Regions from separate parts of the Oryzias latipes genome. Here region 2 is linked to region 1. The links are chromatin contacts, called in public Hi-C maps. All regions are on one chromosome and are shown on one strand. The core of a region is the stretch at or near the end of the contact, and the rest is flanking DNA. Distances in the headings are between cores, read along the strand shown. Region 1 holds the start of spg7 (paraplegin). Region 2 holds the start of dhodh (dihydroorotate dehydrogenase (quinone), mitochondrial).

What was found. Hi-C and Micro-C count contacts between places; a contact is called where the count stands out from the background.
Region 2: a Hi-C map of embryo shows a contact between it and region 1, with 2.6 times the contacts expected there. The contact joins the promoter of dhodh here to the promoter of spg7 in region 1. A contact is called at or near these places in 2 of 5 Hi-C or Micro-C datasets (embryo and gastrula embryo).

The regions. Positions count from the first base shown.
Region 1 is chr3:17,655,607-17,658,165 of ASM223467v1, reverse strand. spg7 (paraplegin) reads left to right here and starts at 1,289. Exons shown (of 17, transcript XM_004067132.4): 1 at 1,289-1,746. The coding sequence starts at 1,525. It overlaps ankrd11 (ankyrin repeat domain-containing protein 11), which reads right to left and starts at 35. Exons shown (of 14, transcript XM_023953418.1): 1 at 1-35.
Region 2 is chr3:17,852,530-17,855,088 of ASM223467v1, reverse strand. It overlaps dhodh (dihydroorotate dehydrogenase (quinone), mitochondrial), which reads left to right and starts at 1,290. Exons shown (of 9, transcript XM_004067048.4): 1 at 1,290-1,415; 2 at 1,974-2,186; 3 at 2,274-2,473. The coding sequence starts at 1,398.

The sequences.
Region 1 (2,559 bases), core at 40-2,539:
CGAGCGGTTATCGAAGCGGCCTTTGACTTCAGTGTGTAGCTGGGACGGAAACACGTCCGGGATGAAACGAGCGCTCTGATTGGTGGTTCCGCTGAAGGCGGATCCCTTTCCTTTGGATCGAGAAACGGACGCCATTTTGGATCCTCAAAGGGTGCAAATCTGCATTCAAAGTCAGGGCACGTTGAACTCCAACGTGGCCGAATACAACACGCAGTTTCAAACACAACTGACCAAGCTCCATGATATAGTTGGAAAGCCAAGAAAACGAAATGGAGCGCAGGCAAAGGGTCTACTCGTTTTTATGTTTGTGAACGCATAGCGCTTTTCATTTAAGCCTCCAGGTTGTGTGTTGGTTAAAATATCCACATGTGTGAATGCGCACAAATCCGACTGAGTCTAATTTTTCTCCATATGGATTGTATACAGGGAACGTGGCACATCATACATTTTTATTACATAATTATAAATAAATAATTTTCCAGCAAGCTTATTCCTCAGTCCGACAAAACCCACTCTAATCCGAGTTACCATAATAAAATGAGAGATTATATTTTGTGGCGAATCATTTGTAAATGTTGAGTCCTACAGGCGGCGCAGAAACACAAATAACCCGCCGTGGGGCGTGAATACGACGTTTGACGGTGATAGATGACATATAGTTTACCTCAAACGGGATGCACTGGACCATAAAACTAACGTACCTAAAGATTTAGCGCAACGGGAAGAGATGACACGCAGACGTTTATTGGCTAGAAACAACAACCCTTCTCTTATTGGGTCAATGAATATGCCAGTCAAATTGAACTGCAAACGTCCCAATTCAACACTGCTGTGACTGTTTACAACTTGGGTGGCGGTAAAATGGAACAGTCTCCGAAATGCTTCGGAAAAGAAGAATGTAAATAAAATATTTGAAACTAATAATTTATTCAATTTGAGCTTGGAAGATGAATAATGTACATTTCAATTGTGCAATATGTGTGATTATAAATTGAAACGAAAGCGTAATTAGCTTTTATCGCGGATTGTGTTCCACAAAAACAACTCTAGCAAAGCCAAAGAAACCGTCATTTACTGAACAATGGCGCTCTCTGGCGGACAGTCCTTGCACTACAATAGTTTATTCTGATTTTACACAGTTGATGACTAAAGTTGCGGATTAATATATGAAGAAACTTATATGTTGTGTTTTTTTTCCCCCCCACATGTTGAACTTGATGCATTTGAGTTTTGGAAATCCTGAACACCTGGTTTATCCTATTTTATTTTCTAGCGTATGTCCAACTTGTCTTTCAAACTCCATGTCAGTAGGTGGCAGTAATGCCCACAGTTTCTGTCTGAAAACTGTATATGACGTCCAAGAAGGAGGGAGCTCCTCTGTTTCTGTTGAATAATGCTAGCTGAGACTTAAAGCTACGATGATAAACAGCGTTTCACAACCACTAGTTTGAGCTTTATGGACGATCTACGGCTATGTCGTCGCGGATAAAGATTTAAAGCTCATTCTGGAAGAGACCGTGCACCATGTCAGCTTTGTTGCAACACTGTGCTGGCGTCAGTAGGAAATGCAGCAGATGTTTTTGGACGCCCTCGAGACGAAACTTGCATTATTATACGTTAGCTTCGAGGCTGACATCCAGGGTCACAGTGAAACATGTCCTGTTCAGCAATGCGTTTGCTAGGAAGACGCTGGTTTCCATGTCAGAGCGGACTTTCAAAGGTCAGCCACAGGAGAAACTCATTCAGGTAAGGCAGACATCAATCCAATCTGCACTCTGACAATCAATGGATGTGGAGACATGATGAGTGGCTGTAGTGTCCCATATTCATGCATTGTGTTCTAAAAAAAAGGTCAGTCTTGTAGATGTTGTTTTGTTTTACATGTTTGAATTGATTCTTGTCTAAAATGTCACACACACCAGGTCTCTGCAGCCCTCAGGATCAGAGTTAATAAAAACATTTCTGTAGAGAACATGCATCCACAAGTCTTTTTTTCTTTGTGCTTTAAAGAAAATGTTTTATGAAGAAGTTCAAAGCAAATATAAAGACTGATATATTAATAGGGAGACAAGAAAGATAGGCAAGATTAATTGATATTCACTTTTTTGTCCAACATATGTTCAACATTTGTGCTGATTTATTGTAATTCTCTACAAATGCTGTTGGTATATATTCAAAAAGGAGTTTGGACTAGTCTATACGTTGTTAATGACTCACTCGGATGAAAATTGTGCTTTTGTTGTTTTTTGGCTTTTTTTGTGGCATTTGTTTCCGCGATGGAGGACATGAAAATTAAGATTAAAATTGCATCATGAGAAGTTCTTTTTTCAAATCATTGTGAATCAGGAGCAGACTAAAAACGCCGTTTGAAAAAAGCCGTTGTAGGGACGTAGGTGCTGCAGTTGGCGAGCCACCAGCTCCCTGCTCCACTTCATTCTGATGCATCCACTTGCAGACAAATAGATCCGTGTACGTCGCTGTTTTCCTCCTCTGACATCTGGCTCAAAACTGTACGGCTGGATGGATCCAAAATTTTTGTTGCACCAGTAATGTTAGGTT
Region 2 (2,559 bases), core at 41-2,540, 200 kb before region 1:
GGTTTGTGGTAGAGTGTGAAGCGGCTGGGATGAGGGTCAGCACCGCTAAATCTGAGGCCATGGTTCTTAACTGAAGAAAGGTAGTTTGCCATCTCTCTGTGGGTAGAGTGTCCCTGCCCCAGGTGGAGAAGTTTAAATATATTGGGGTCTTGTCCATGAGTGGGGGAAGACTGGAGCGTGAGATTGACAGGGGGATAAGAGCAGTGTCCGTAGTTATGTGGTTGCTGTTCGGTCCGTTGTGGTGAGGAGAGAGCTAAGCCAATAAGCAAAGCTCTCAATTTACTGGTCAATCTTCCTCTGTGGCAGATGGTCCAACAAGTGACAATACAGTGATGTAGAGTTTTATTGTTTTAGAACAAAATTTAATGTTTTTTGGGTGAATATCACTCTAAAGATTTAATCTGCTCCTTTTTTCTGATTTTCCTAATTGACTTCTATTTTCACAGAAATATCGTCCTGTTGTCCCCTACAGTGGACATGTTGGGAAATTTTAAAAAAAATTTTTTTTTTAAAAATTAAAATTGTAAGTTGTTTTTTTTAGGCCCGAATAGATAGGAAATCACACAAAAACAAATATTGGGAGACACTTTTTTTCCTCGGTTCTCAGGTGGTTAAAACTTTGGGGTTTCTTAAAGGGCTTTTTTCACTTGTTGAAATGGCATTTCAATTTTAAACAACAGCCACTGTGAATTAAATGTTTGCTTAATAAAAAGATTTTTGTAGCACACTCATGTGTTAGTATTTTTTTTTCCCATTTGAACTAGTCTTGAATAAAAATAAACTGCAAGTTAAAATGAGGCATGTTTTTTTAATTAAATATTATTTGAACTAAGACTCAGATAGATACATAGATATGCAAACTTGGAAAACTATATTTAGAAATGTACTTCATTAATATTTTTAAAAAGCTTCTTCAAATGCTATTAACTTCTTATGTCCACACTAAATTTAAAATGGGAAAGAGTTTGAATATTGCACCCACTTCACTGTTTAGTTTAACTGATAAGGTATGCCTTTGAAAAGTTTTTTATTTTTCTTTTCTATCCTGATGCATTTTAAATTAAAAATAAGACAAAGAAAAGCCCCACAGATCATTTATCCATAACTTTCTTGAGGTGCTCATTAAATGCACCACTGAGTCTTGCATATTGGTAAAAATAAATAAAAAGAAAACATTAATTTAAAAAGACGAAATATGTTAGCTAAAGATGTGAAATAGTGTTTCGAAAATGTTTTCACTATGAACATTGACTGTATTTGAGAATAATAAACCACACATTTGTAGCATCCACTTCCGGGTCATGAGTCGTTGGTGAGGTATCGCGAGAACATGATGGGGAAGTTGCTTTTGAGTAACATGGTGAGGCGTTCATGTCCCCAGACACAGAACTGCGTCAATGGCGGGACAATTGAAGGTAACTCAGGACTAAATAAACGATTTCAGATTTTCCAGAGGTATACATGTTATTATAACTCTTGTTTTCTGTGCTAAAGTGTAGCCTCAAACCAAGCTAACCTAATGTCGGTCGGTAAGTTTTACATAATAAAATCCTGAAAGTTATGTATACATTTAATTTAAATTGAACTCATCCCGTCGCTTTAATGCTGTTTGCCTGCACATGCTATTTGGAATGTTTAAATAAAGAAAACGTTACTCTTGTGGTGATGAAATAATGTGATGAACACATTATTTCTCACTAAACTGATAAGCTCAAGCCAATCATAACTAATTGTCAGTTTTGTTGCTTCATTTACACTGTCGTGTCGTTTTAAGGAAACACATTGGTGTTGCAGGTAGAACTACCTAGCATTCACACAGTGACAATTCATGGCTCAAAGCACTGAATGCCGACACAACCTTTTGTGTCAACTGGATGGTAAACATGTCATTTAGTGCCATTTCTGTGACAGTCGCTTGTTGAGATCTCCAGTGGATTCTGTCACTCGAACATCTGTCATGTCTTCATTAACAGAGACGCCTTAAAGATGCGGTGAAGGTCATCGGGTCAGGAAGCCTCCTGTTTGCCTCTTACCTCACTGCCGTTGGAGATGAGCGTTTCTATGCCAACCAGCTGATGCCTCTGCTGCAGAGGATTGTGGGGCCAGAAATGGCACACGTGTTTGCGGTCAAGATAATGGGAATGGGCCTTGTTCCTCTGAACCGCTACCAGGATCCTGCAGCTTTAGTAAGCCTGGAACATTTTTTTATCCTCCTGTTAAATTGAAAAAATATTTATTTCTATTTGTTAAAGTTGGACCATTTGCCCGTATAGGAGGTGACCACACTTGGCCTGAAGTTTAAAAACCCTATTGGCATTGCAGCCGGCTTTGACAAGCATGGGGAAGCTGTGGACGCTCTTTACAAGTTGGGGTTCGGCTTTGTTGAGGTTGGGACAGTCACTCCAAAGCCACAGGAGGGGAACCCGAAACCACGAGTGTTTCGGCTCCCTGCCGATAATGCAGTAATAAACAGGTACCTTTCAAAAGACTGCGCACTTTGGGGACAGAAATAAAATCCTTATTTGGTGCATCTTCCTGAAACAATTTCATCTTGATTAA